3 separate regions of the Mus musculus genome follow, and regions 1 and 3 are each linked to region 2. Evidence: chromatin contacts called from public Hi-C and Micro-C data. All regions are on one chromosome and are shown on one strand. Each heading gives the region's core, a stretch centred on a gene start, on an enhancer-like site or on the middle of the called end of the contact. The rest is flanking DNA. Distances are from core to core; before and after follow the strand shown. Region 1 has its middle 86 kb from the start of Gm23216. Region 2 holds the start of Col5a2 (collagen, type V, alpha 2). Region 3 has its middle 77 kb from the start of Col5a2.

Region 1 (4,912 bases), core at 1,432-3,931, 97 kb after region 2:
GGCAAAGCTGTCATGTCTATCACTCATTACAGAGGTCTGAGGTTCCAGCCAAGTTTTAGGAAACTCACTCTGCTATAGCAACAGACTAAACAGACAAAAAGGCAGAGTGAGAAGAGGTAAGTGCTTCCAGAGTCAAGGAATATGGAAGTAAGACATTTCCAAAGCACAATCACAGAAAATAAGAACCAAGACCATTCCTATCCTCGCCAATGGCTAAGTAGAAGTATAAATACTTAATTATCTACTAGTGTTTTACCAGTTCTAGGAATTTGTTTAATGCTTTAACTTGAATTTGCCATGAACTAAATATACAAAGATTAACTTGAAAATAAAAGTTTAAAAACAGCAATTTTCAAATACTAATTCATCATTTGAAGGTATTTACATACAGACTTCCAGGTGAAAAACTTTTAGCAGCACCAAATGTAAGTAATAGAGAAAAGCCAGAATCTCCTTACTGTGATTCTGGGCATGTTAAAGCACCTGGGAGTGAAGCTTCCTCTGGGTGTTGTGGGACTGGGTGCGAAGCCAGCACCAAGATCTGGTCAGGGCACAGGCTCAGACCAGACTGACTTTTTATTTTATTTTAAATTAACGTGTAATTACAATTTTTCTGCCCCTTTTTTCCTCTAACCCTTTTCATACACCCTAAATGTACAAATACATCTGTTCATGCTATATAATGTTAATTGTATGTGTATAATTTCAGTACTAACAACTAGCTATTGCACCCTGAATCAAGGAAATATCTCCTTGCAGTAGAGGGAGATCAATACAAAACAACCCATAACTAATCAAAATGAAGAAAGCACATGACAGTGTGGTGCTTGGCTCCATATACATCTGCATACCTGCACCTAAGGATCAGGGAATCATAGCAGAATAGGGGGGCAGTAAGATCAGGAGAGCCAGAGAGCCAAGAAATACGCTATAAGATTTTTGTCTCATAAAACTGTCACAGAATCTACACCATGAAATCTCAACAACATGGCTGCCTGAAAAACACTTGAACAAGAATGACACCAACATATTAACATGGAAGGGGGGATCCTTATAAGGCCTCAGACAAAGAACTAAAGGACACCAAGGAATGCTGAGAGCTGGAAAAATATTCCTCTATATCTCAAAAAAATTTTGATAATTTTTTAAAGATTTATTTATTTTTATTTTTGTGTACATAAATACTTTCCCTACTTAAATGTATGTAACGCTCTTGGAGATCAATGAGGGAACCAAGTTTCCTGGAATTGGAGTTATGGACTTTTGTCAGGCAGTATTCTTAAAATCTGAGCTCTGTCTAACTCCCAAATAAAATAATCATACCATAAATCTGTGGGCCCAGGATGTTAAGTGAAGAGAATGATGGAAGTTTGTTTTGTTTTGTTTATACTTCTAGAAACATAATTCACTGGACATCTCTATTTAAGGCACTAGGAATAAGGTAGCATGTCTTGTTATGTTTGCCCAAATGCTTCTGTGGAATGCATATTTTACTGACCAGTCATCTGGTCCACTAAGAGAATTACTTTCTCCAGTCAAGTTGGTAGCTGAATTAGCACCACAGCATTATTACTGTTATTGATAACCTTGGTGGTTTGTAACCCAATGGTTTTAATCTATTCTATTCATTTATAAAAATACATCTGTGCCTAACTTTCTTTCTAAGTGTTTTGTTGTTGTTGTTGTTGTTAGCTATTTAGGACAGAGATAATTATCTAATATTAGAGCTTTCTGTGTCTCCATATTCAAAACTGACATCAAAATGTGTTATTTTGTATCTATTCATCAATAATAATCAAAATCCAGTTCTACTTTTTCTACACTCTCAAGACACAGTTTTTTTTATAAATAAATTTTAAAAGAAAACACATCACTGTTATGGCCTTCTGTTTTCGTCAGAATTATGATTAGTAAACTAGGAATTCTTTTAAAAAGAATTATTATCATGGCCACAAAATGGTTCTCATTTTATGTATAAGACAAATCATTCTCTTCTCTTGCAGTAAAACTTGCCATTTCTCTGGCCTCCTGATTCTGTGGCAGAAGTTTAAATCATTTCCAGACTTCATGCTATTTTTACCTTAGTGCTCTGACAAAAGTTTATTCAGCATACTCTCTACTTAGAAGTAATTTTTCAGGCAAAATATCCTATCTCAAAGAGAAATTCAGGAAATTGACTTTTTTTTTTTTTTGCTCTATGTAAGTTTGTTATAAATGAATTATTTAAAGAACATGAAACTTAGCTGTAAGTGGACCTAGAGAAGACAGTGTGATCTGCCAGGGGAGGTTCCAAAAAAGACACAAGACACTTTACCAACTGGCAAAAAATGAGCCATCTATTTTTAAGTAGTGTATTTGGAGAGGAAATCCTACTAGTAGTGGCCATTCTGAATGAATCTAATTCTAAATTGAAATGTATAAACACTAGAGAAGACTGAGAAAGTGCACAGTGTTTGGTTCAAGAAGGCATTTTTGTATAAACCAGATATATGTGTTAAGCTGAGCGTTGCTATTCATGAGTCACTTAAACTCTTAAAGTCTTTGCAATAAGGGCATTGAATGCGATGGACATGTGTCTCCCTAAAAACTTATGGTAATTGGAAGCCAAACTCTAACTTTATCTTAAAGGAATGTAAGGAGGGATGCCATGGATTTGGATGACTGACAACTCTAATACCCAACTTTTTCCACAGTAAGGAAATTCTTTTTGGCTCCCTTAAGCATGAAAGCCTTCCAGTAATTCTTTCTATACTGTGGTTGGAAAACAGATGATAGTTTTACTCAAAAAAATTAATTCCATACTTAAGTAACGTTAATAAATCATACCTCATCTTTTCCCCTCTGAATTGGATAGTCATAGGCTTTCCTTTTTAAAAACCTCAATTTTCCACAATTTACCATATAATAGCTTTGTGGTGTTCCTACTTTAAATTTTCTGGACTTTTAAATGCTACACCTCAGAAACAGTTGAAAAGATAGATGAAGCCTGCATAGAAGGCTGGGTGTTCTCTACCAGTTTGAACATATGGGCAAATATGATAGTTATTTTGGGAACTAAGAAAATCTTTGTTCTGTGCATATTATGATCACCAACTTGTGAAATGATTATAACATGCTTTTTACCCAGAATACCATTGTAAATGACTGGGTGGTTCTCTTCTGCTATCCACAAACCAGCAGTAGGCACAAATAGTTCTTTTTTTTATAGTATCCTAAGGAAAGATAGATTTCAAGTTATACTGAAGACAGCATGGATCATTTTAAGATCTTTTACAATAGTTGTGGAGATTAACATTATGCTTTTGTACATAAGGTGATATAGAATATTAAATTGATATGATGAAACATATTATGATGGTAGAAAGTATAGGATATTTAGAATGTGAATATTATTAGATTCTTATTCCTTAGTACCACTTGAAAGTATATATGGTTTTGGCCCAAGATTTATTACTTAATTTCTTTGGGCATTACTTTTGCCAATGGCAGGTGTAAACAGAGAGTCATTGCCTTGCATCTATAGGAAATTATATTATATTATCAAAGAGGAATAACAATATGTATTCAAAGAGATGAAAACATAGATAACTTCCTCATAAAAAAGAAGTCAGTGTGAAGAAGCACCTGCATCCTCATGACATTCATTACCAAACTCAAAAAAAAAAAAATGTCCATCAGCTGATAGCTTAATAAAGGAAATGGAGTAGATATACACAGAAGAAGTAAATTCTATAGATGTAGTTAGATGTTTTGCTAAGTAAATTATGTCTGGTCCAAAAATTTTAGTATCACATGATTTGAGAGAGTAGATAGATAGATAGATAGATAGATAGATAGATAGATAGATAGATAGATAATATAGGTGTAGATGAATAGATGATTTTGCAGATGATAGAGATAAATAGATGAGAGATATGATAGATTGATGAAGATTGATGATAGATATTTAGAGATAGATAAAGAGATGGTAGATATATGATATAAAGATAGGTATGTAAAGAAAGTATAGGTAGAGGTAGATAGATGATAGGTAGATATAGAGAGTGGTAGATAATAGATGATAGATAAGGTTATAAATATTGTATATTATATATCATAAATATTACACATATATAAGATCTTAAAAATCAATAAAAATAAGGAGCAAAATGGCAATTGCCTTTAAAAAAGTAGAAAATAAAAAGTTTGATCAAAATATTTTAAAATTCTGTAAATGGAAATAAATTCAGGATATTTATTGTATACATGAGAATATGATTAATAACAGTTCATTATCTATCTATATAATTCCCAGGAGAATAGATCTTAAGTGTTCTTACCTCAAAGAAGTATGTAAATAATCTATATGTTAATTTGACTTAAAAGTTCCATTAGGCAAATATATTTCAAAATTATGTTATACACAACAAATGCACATTTAATTTGTCAATAAATAAGATTGCTAAGCGGCCAGAGGTCACCTGCAAAGATGGTTCCCTACTCTCTTGACCCAGAAAACCCCACAAAATCATGCAAATTAAGAGGTTCCAACCTTCCTGTTCACTTTCAGAACACCCAGGAAACTGCCCAGGCCATCAAGGTTATGCATATCCGCAAAGCCACCAAGTACCTGAAGGATGTCACTTTAAAGAAGCAATGTGTGCCATTCCCGCGATATAATGGATTCGGTAGGTGCACCCAGGCCAAACAGTGGGGCTGGACACAAGGATGGTGGCCAAAAAGAATGCTGGCCGGGCATGGTGGCTCACCCCTTTAATCCCAGCACTCTGGAGGCAGAGGTAGGCGGGTTTCTGAGTTCAAGACCAGCCTGGTTTACAAAGTGAGTTCCAGGACAGCCAGGGCTCTCGAAAAACCAGAAAAAAAAAAAAAAAAGAATGCTGAATTTTTGCTGCACATGCTTAAAAATGCAGAG
Region 2 (4,611 bases), core at 150-2,649:
TAATATCAACGAGGCCCATTTTATTTTATTTTTAAGTTTTATTCTATAGCAGCCACGCCATTTTGCTTAACAATACATCCCAGCACTAACATATGTAAATCACATAGGGGAAACAAAACAAAACAGTAACCAAGCAAGATATGCCTTAAAAGAAAAGAAAATAGAAGGAACGGGGGAAGAGAAGAAGAAAGGGAGAAAGGAAGGGTCTAAGGGGAAAGTCCTTCTTAATACTCTGTTCCAAGTAGAATTTCCTGCCTTCATCCATCCACCCAGGAACCATGCTGTCCTGATAATCAAGTCAGTAGGGTGGGAAAGCACAGAAATTTAAGAAATCTGGTTTCTATCAGAGTCTGTCATGGAGAAATAAACTTGACTCCCTCTCTGTAGGCAAACCCGATTTTAAGATCAGAGATGAAAACTTTAGGAGGGGAGGATAAAGAGCAAAGACAAAGGAAATTCCGAACTATCGGATTTGCCTGCTGGAGAGGTTTTTCTAAACAAAGACTTTCATGAAGCTGCTGAAGTTCACACAGGAAAGACTCCACCCTGCCCAGCTTCTGCTGCAGCGGCTTTCCCTGCTTGGAAAGCGCCTGCCCACAGGACAGACCTCTAACTAAAAGTGCCTCCGGGGCTCCGTTTTAAGCACTCTTGTTTTCTTTTAAACGTCCCACTCTTACATTCCGGCAAAAAAAAAAAAAAAAGACTGGTGATATCCTGGCTCTTACAGGATGTCAGAAGCCCACTTTTTGCCAGGGCACGCACAGAAGCTCCGGATTTGCAAATGTGCCTAGTCTCCAGAGCCAAGCTACAAATCCTAGAGCCCCCTTCTCAAACTTCAAACCAGAGTCTTCTCTTTATCCTCTTCCTGAAGCTTAACATTCCATCTAGTTCCCAAACCAAGCCATAAACACCATAAGCAAAGCAAAAGGCAAACTCACCATTCTCTTGTTCCTGGGCTTTTATTGAGACACAGTACCCTAATAAAACAGAAAGAATGAGGAGAGGTCTTGCTCCCACCCAGTTTGCCATCATGTCTAAATATGAGACATGTGGGTCCTCCTGGGATCGAAGAGTAGATACTGAGGTCACTGTAGCACCATGAATTCCGCTGGGGGCTCTTTTTCAGCACCAGTCCCCGCGCTGCCTCAGTCTGTTTCAGCACCAGGTCCGGCACAGTCTGCGAAAACTTTTTTCAAGCGGTGCAGCTTTAAATAGGAAGAATGCTGCCTCCACTTCTTTTCCTGCCCCTTTCAGCTTGTTCAGGCTCATAACCATCCAGTGTCTGCCAAGCAACCGTCTGATTGATGGTAAACAACCAAATCAGAGCGCGCGCCTCTGCGACTTGAGTTTTCAGTGCTTCTTGTAGATTTTAAGCACAGAGGAAGCTTCTCAACAGAGACAAACTTTTATTTCTCCTTCTGTTTGAGTGTGTGTGTGTTTTCTTTTCTTCTTTTTTTAAAGAAAGCCTATTAGAAGGAGTCTGATCCACCCTCCCCAACCCTTCCCCAGACACACACCCACTGACTTTTTCCAGAGACACTAAAAAAACTTTAGGGAGGATTACAGCCTTTTAGTGGATTTTTTTTTCTTTTGCACTTAAATAATTCAGAATTCTCTTTGCCACTTAAGCCTTTAAAACGTCACTTTTTTAACCCTTTCTTTTGGCAATGGAGGAAGGATTCTTGTCCCAATTTTCATCCTCCTCCCTCTCCTATGCTCTGAGAAGATTGTGGAAGAAAGGAGGCAGAATATGGCCAATACAAAATGAACTTGAGATACTTTACATTGAGTTATTTCCACATCTTTTTAGTAGGCACATCTATACGTTCTCCTCGTCACAGAGCATGCTATTGTGTTAAAAAACAAATATGTTCACTAAGCTTGTGGAGGGAGGAAAACACACTGGTTTAAGTCTCAGAAAGGGTAGGTTCCAATATCAGATCTGCCAACTCACCAATTTTGTGAATTTATACATAGTCCTTAACTGTCCAAATTTTTTTGTTGTTGTTGTTAGAAAAGGGGCTTTGGCCTGACCAGTGTGCAGGATCTGGTGACACTAAACTGAGCAATATGCTGTTAACTAGATTCTAAATTACAAAGAGCTACATAAAAGTGAATGATGCTGTTATGAACCCCACACCAGCTTTCCACGGAATGTGGTAGTCCTAGCTGCATATTTCTGTAAAGAGCAAGGCATTAACTTTGTGTGCTACTCAAGCTTGACAGATTTAAACGCCCTCAGTGTTTTTGACAGTCTAATTCATTTGATAGTGTGCGTTCTGGGGGATCTGGATCAAGCCCCACATAACATGTCATGTGTGACTCAATTGTTCATAGTTACTCAGCACTGAACAGGTGCTCTGAGACACACTGAATAGAGGAAGGATTATGGCAGACTAGAAACAAAGTCAGCATCCATCACCTTTAAGGAACATGTGTATGCAAATGCTGAAAAAATATATCTACGTGAAACAAAAAAATACAAACAATATATACAGCTATGTGTGGAATTAACTAAACCCCAAATAAATGCAAAGAAAAGGGATAGTATAAATTAAAATAGGTATATGAGGCTTCATTTACTATTTAATTTCCTTAATAAAGAAATCCAAGATGCTTTAAATTGAGAGGTGGAACTAAACTCTGGAGAAGTTCCAAAAACAACTTTCTAGCCCTGTATCATTGAAAATAACTTGTCACCAAGACCTGCCTTTGTTTAGTGAATTCGTTCACCAACACACTGCTGTTCCCATGGCTGTCTTGCTCATACTTAATGAATGGGCTAAATAAGGAACAAAAATCAAATTTCTTCTAATTCTTTGAATAATAGCTGAAAAAGCCCCTGATGTAAAAGCTCTTGTTAATCCCTCATCAAAGGAACATTGTTTTGCAACAGATGAAAATCACTTCAGAAAACCACAATCAATTAAAATGCAGAATTGTGTAGCCCAGTCTCAATGGATACATTTATCAAACTACTCTTGAACCTAAGGCTCAGAGAACATTGAGGAAGAGGAGGTAGAAAGTCTGTAAGGACAAAGGAATCCTAACAATGTCAGAATTTTATGCGTATACTCATAAAATCTCACCACCATGTCTGCCTCACCATGAGCTGAAATAAGAAGCAACTGTATGCCAAACTGGTTAGAGGAAGGACCAGAAGGCTCCAACTCTACATAGAGAAGTACGGGCAACCAAGGAATGCTGAGCACAGGAGAAATAATCTTCCCCAGAGAGTAGTACATGACTGGTTATTCAATATCAGATGGTGAGCCCTGAAAATATAAATGCAAGGTAGCATGATATAGACAGAGCAGGTTGCATCCATACACTTAGAACTAGATATGAGTATATATGTGCATATATATATGTGTGTGTGTGTGTGTGTGTGTATGTAACAACAATGGAGAAATAGGCCATGAATTTGTAAAAAGAAGATATGAAAGGAAGATAGAAAAAAGGCTTTCATTAAATACTTTCATTAAATACTCAATGGGAGTTACAGAAAAATAAATAAATACAGGAAAAAAAAACATAGTCCTCTCTGAGATTACCAGTTTTCTTCTACTAATGAGACCATTTTAGACAACAACAACAACAGGCTCCAAAAGTAGGCCAACTTTTTGTGTATCTTGTAATCTTCACTGGAGTGTTGAGATAACAGATGTTTGTAGAGAATCTACAACTCTTGGAAACTATTTGCAGGCTGAAAGTTCAAAACTGGTGAGCTAAGATTACAAGATCTGTCCAAAGAAAGCACACCTAATCCCCATCACGTGCTCCTATCCACTTCCATTTCCTGTTATAACAGTTTCTATATGCTTATCAATATAGGTGACTTAAGTTTAACTATGAAAACAACTCTCATGGGGAAAATTCAAAACACAATGAAAACTTTTCTCAGTCTCACACAGTTTCTAACATCTCTGGATCACAGCAGAAGTCTGTAAAGTAAGACCAAGGAAATATTTTCCTGGGGCTGAGATAATTCAGTATCTAAATGTAATTCTCCATGAGCTTTGCCATCTGTTTCTATCAAGCCAGAAACTGAATTTTTTCAGCTAGAGCTTTTGTTCCATGTTTCTTATTAGGATCCTATACAAAAATGACCACAGAATGTACACAGGTGACACCAGTTTAATGGATGTAGTTGAATTTCTGGGAAAGTGCCATTGTTTCTTAGTCTTAAGAAAAGCTGAGAATGAACACAAGCCATCACTGTTGGAGTAGGGGCATCAGAAATCAGGCTCAGTTCCCATGAAACACCTCAGCAATCCACACACTACAAGTACTTCAGTGAATCTGCAGCAGTTCTTATAACAATCCTAAAAGCTTATTACTGGTTTTCGAATTATATATAAAAAGTACACTGAAAAGAAGCTTAACTGGTCAAGTTTGCTTGACTAGTACTTTTAAGCTTCTACTTGTGCAATGATTAATCTCAAAGTAAATGTTATTGTTGGTTGCTGACTCTTCCTTAACCTACCTAACACCATGTTCTAATCTTAGGGTAAAATATATATATATTAATTAGCACTCTTTAGAGTTGATCTCTCCCTCTCTATCCATTTTATCCCTTCAATTTTTCTTGGGACATTTTGTTCTTTCTCT
Region 3 (4,295 bases), core at 1,637-4,136, 77 kb after region 2:
AGTTGCCAGCAGGGGGACAGCTCCAAAGTTTTACTTAGGTTCACTGCCAAAGGGGTAAGCTAAAGAATGGGAAGCTGGGAAATCATGGGTCCTCTGGCTTCACATTATTAGAGGGAGCAACCCTGGACTGCTTTCTATAGTTCAACTCTCAATAAGACCAATTGTGAATCCACTTCCAGTATCTGTAGGACTAAATCAGGTTTGGCAAACCCTAAACCTGTACTAACACCATCCCCCAGACTAATGACCACTGTATCCCCAGTCACTCAACCACAGGAATCTGTATTTCCAGAATTTTTCCTGAAACATGCAGGACCAGTGGACCCCCTCTGGTCAATAATGTTAAAGATCTTCCAAATTCTGAATGTCTCCCAGCCAGAACTTACCACCTCTTGTGGGTTATGTTATAATGCTAGACCTCCCCCCATTTTTATGAAGACATTGGGTTAATAGCTGAATATAATGTATATGAAAGGAACAATGCATGTAGATGGTCACATGAAGGTCTGGCTTTAATTCTGCAGACCGTATCAGGGCAAGGTACCTGCCTAAGGAAGCCCCCCCCCCCATTCTTGCAATCAAATAATACCCACCATTCATTCTAAATGTATTATCCCCCCCCCCCAACAAGCATGGTCAGCTTGTTCAACAGTTCTGACCCCATGGAGGGTCTTAATTCCTTTACCCCAAAGGAGTTCTGTATTCTAGTCCAGTTATTACCCCATATAACCTATTATTCAGAAGAAACACTGGTGAGAACTCTGGTAGAACACATTGAAGGAGACTTCATTAGGCAAAAAAGGGAACCCATCTCATTAACCCTAGCCATAATCCTAGGGGCAGGATTAGCCAGAGCAGGCACTGGGATAGCTTCACTGACCTTACAGGAAAAAAATTATAGTACCTAAAGGCAGACATAGATGAAGACGTCCAATGCCTAGAAAAGTTCATCTCACACCTGGGATGTAATATGGACTCTCTGGCTGAGGCAGCACTATAGACTAGGCGGGGATTAAACTTAATGTATCTACAACAAGGAGGGTTATGTGCCACTGTGCATGAAGAGTGCTTTTTCTATGTCAACCATTCTGGAGTTATTAAGGAATCATGGGTATGTTGGGGTATCCAGGACTGGCTGTGGTGGATGTACTGGGTTCTGATGATGCCCAGTGTTCTTGGTTTCTGTTAGTAAGAATCTTACCTTTGCCTTTGGCCATCTGGAAATATCTGGTGTTAATATTCATGCTGTCTCTGGCTGGAGCTTGAACCTCCTGTGATTCTGTTAGCCTCTGTCAGCACTCCTGGGAGTCTAACTCTCACCTGAGTTCCAGTGGTAAGAGCACTCTGCAGGCAAGCTCTCCTCTTGCAAAGCAGATGTCCAGAAGTCTGGAGCTCTAATCCACCTCCTGAGTCCTGGGGTCAGAGCCCTCCTTGTAGGCCAACTCTCCTCTGGCAAGGAAGGTGCCCAGGTGTCTGGGTCTCAGCTCTGCCTCTTGGCTGAGGATGAAGGCCTGATGGGACCCTGTCCAGGAAGCTCTGTTGCTTCTGTTGCCCATGTGCTCCCAGGTGATCACGAGGTCCTGGGTGTGCTAGGGGTCCTGCAGCGGAGAGAGTCCTCTGGGGCCCTAGACGCCCTTGGCCGGGTTCACGAAGAAGATGAATTCATTCTGGTCTTGATCTGAATGAATCCCAGCCTCTGGTCAGGTGGGCTTCCTCTGTCCCTTTTCCTGCTGGCACAAGACCCTCCATGATTCTTTGGAGCTGATGTTGCATTCCACTCACCCATGATCCCGAGGTGATCCCGAGGTCCTGCGGTGTGGAGAGTATTCTGGAGCCCTTAGTGGTCTCTGCTGGGTTTAGAAGAAAGATGGCATGTGTTTTATGGCATGTGTTTGTGTGCGGGGGCGGGGGGGGGGATTCAGAAGGAAGATGGCAGGGGTCCATATTTTTCTTTTATGTTGGAAAAAATTGTAATATTCCAATAAAATTCAGTCTTTTTAGCTTCTCTGTCATGAATGTAATTATGTCAGGTTTTTCCTCTTCTCTTGATATTTCAAAATGCACATGAGGCATTCATTCAGCAATGGAGAGATCTTGCTACATATCTGCACACCATACTGATGAATTATATAATACCTTTTCAATAAGAAATAAAAACTAGCATTTAAAAAGACTCTAGGCAAACCTGATATAACCCAATTACATCTGCTCATAATTGATAACTTCAAAATTGAATGAATTTCATTAAATCAAGTCTTCTAAAGAGTAGTAACTACCCAGTTGAATTTCAAACAAACACACACATGCATGCACTCAGACACAAATAGGCACATTCACACACATACATAAACACTCACAATTATACACAGGCATACACACATGCACATCAGCAAAGTAATAGGAGAATGTGTTTCCATCAGATAAGAGAGATGGCCATATGTCTGAAACCATCTTAAACCATCATAGATCTTAATTAGACTGCAGAATTCTAAGAAAAGGAAGTCTGGTTATCTTTAGAGTAAACAAGGGCCCTGAGCTTGTCCCCATTTCTTGGTGAAAGTGCCAAGATGGCAGCATTAGAGATGCTGCAGGAAGTATGAAAGTGAAGATCACAGAGATGAACAACATTACACACAGAGACAAGTTACAAAACTTTTAGTGCCAAATGTGTTCAGTTAGAATCCTTGGCTTGCACCCCTCCCCCACATGGTCCAGCAAATTCCATTCCTCCCTCTGTCTCCAATCCCACCCAATCTGAAAGCCTCCCAACAGAAAAAGCAGAAGAAAAAAAAAATTCAATCTCACATTCCTGACATTCCTGACAGATATCCCAATCCTCTCACCTGAAGTCACAGCTACTCAAGCTCACCCCTCACCACAAGCAGACAGCCTATAAAAAACTTTCAAGCCATAGTCAGCCTGCGACTCATTCCAGTCTCATTCTTGAGATTGGTGAACTCATTCCTGCCTTTTTACTCATAATTTGACTGAATTGGCTTATTTTTTTTGGTAGAGAAAACCTATCAGAATGAATCCACTTTTAGGAAATTCCAGAACCAAATGAAAAGGAAATTAGCTAAAGGACAAATTGCCATTCAAAAGTCTAAGGCTCTTTCTCTAGCAAGGTACTCAAATATTCACAAGCTGTTGTGTTTTATAATTAGAGCCAGGATATGTTTGTAGAGCCAGGTATGGTAATGTGGGAGGGGTGCCTCAGCAGGCTCATGATGTGGCATCCCTTCACCCAGAGGTGCCAACCATACAACAGGTAGAATATAGAATAGAGTTTATTTAGGGCATAGGAAGGGGAGTTAAGAAGAGAGTAGAGACAGAGAAATGGAGAGAGAAATGAGAAACGGGAGGGGGGGAGAAGAAGAAGAAGAGAAGGAGAATGATGAGGAGGAGAGGCCAGTGAGGGACACATGGAAAGAGAAGGGGGAGGGAGAGAGAGGGAGAAAGGGATCAGGGAGAGAAGGTACAGAGAGAGTAAGAGAATGAGGAGGGGCCAAACATCACCTTTTATATCAAGCCAGGCCTACCTGGCAATAGCCAGGTAACTCTTGGGCAGAGGTTGGAAGAAATGTCAACATTCCTTCATTTTAGTTTAATTTTAAAAAGGAGAAACTAAGAAGAGGCAATAGTGAAGCATGAATCAGGTAATTATGAGCTTTGGGAGCCTGTCGTAATAAGCTTAGACATTTAACATTATAATTAGCATATTTTGACAAGATTGAGAGCCAATATCTATTAAGCATATCTGAGTTAGACAATCAGTGTTTGTTTAATTATTTGTTTTAAAATGCATCTAGCAAATAAAGAGAGTACATTGTAACTTAATAGCAGTAGAAAAAAAAAACAAGGCTGAACATCTTTAACTCAGTAGTCTTTAACATTTTACTATTTTAAATCTTTAAATTAGTGTTAAAATTATTATTTACCAAGGCAGGATAGAAACATAGGACAACTTCATCTTCATTGAAATATCTTTGGAGACCTTAAGTCAGGCTGTTTTAAGGTGAGGAGGCAAGAAGGTGGGAAGTGCCTGTTACAAAGATGACAGATGGTTGTGAGACTGCCCTTAACCAATATGTTGCTGAAGCTACAGCCAGCCATGTGGCCACCCTTAGATAAGATGACACAGTGCATAGAAAAACTTGATCTGCCCAATTGAAGATGGCAGACTGTTGCAGTAAATCTCCAACCCCAATAAGCCCAGGAAAATAACTCAATTATAATATTTATAAGCTACATATCTAGATTGGACAGATAAGCCACTACACTACTCTATTCTCCAG

Evidence for each region. A called contact is a pair of places that touch in the nucleus more often than the background predicts.
Region 1: a contact with region 2 is called in a Hi-C map of embryonic fibroblasts, with 2.2 times the contacts expected there. The contact joins the enhancer-like site here to the promoter of Col5a2 in region 2. A contact is called at or near these places in 2 of 39 promoter capture datasets (the 3T3-L1 cell line and cancer-associated fibroblasts), 4 of 484 Hi-C or Micro-C datasets (the C2C12 cell line, embryonic fibroblasts and uterus), 3 of 115 datasets of contacts at active chromatin or transcription factors (embryonic limb bud, embryonic stem cells and heart atrium) and 1 of 9 other capture datasets (adipose tissue).
Region 3: a Micro-C map of embryonic fibroblasts shows a contact between it and region 2, with 2.6 times the contacts expected there. The contact joins the enhancer-like site here to the promoter of Col5a2 in region 2. A contact is called at or near these places in 1 of 39 promoter capture datasets (the 3T3-L1 cell line), 8 of 484 Hi-C or Micro-C datasets (the HL-1 cell line, adipose-derived mesenchymal stem cells, embryonic fibroblasts and 3 more), 1 of 115 datasets of contacts at active chromatin or transcription factors (embryonic stem cells) and 3 of 9 other capture datasets (adipose tissue, liver and pancreatic islet).

The regions. Positions count from the first base shown.
Region 1 is chr1:45,597,585-45,602,496 of GRCm38.p6, forward strand. It overlaps the pseudogene Gm8304. Among named protein-coding and RNA genes, the nearest start is that of Gm23216, 86 kb to the right of the region's middle. Within about 2 kb of position 2,682, at least 20 of the 459 cell types and tissues checked have an H3K27ac peak or open chromatin away from gene starts, as enhancers often do. A contact at or near this core is called in embryonic fibroblasts, where this site is marked.
Region 2 is chr1:45,501,883-45,506,493 of GRCm38.p6, forward strand. Col5a2 (collagen, type V, alpha 2) reads right to left here and starts at 1,400. Exons shown (of 54, transcript NM_007737.2): 1 at 939-1,400. The coding sequence starts at 1,032.
Region 3 is chr1:45,577,840-45,582,134 of GRCm38.p6, forward strand. No RefSeq gene overlaps it. Among named protein-coding and RNA genes, the nearest start is that of Col5a2, 77 kb to the left of the region's middle. Within about 2 kb of position 2,887, at least 25 of the 459 cell types and tissues checked have an H3K27ac peak or open chromatin away from gene starts, as enhancers often do. A contact at or near this core is called in embryonic fibroblasts, where this site is marked.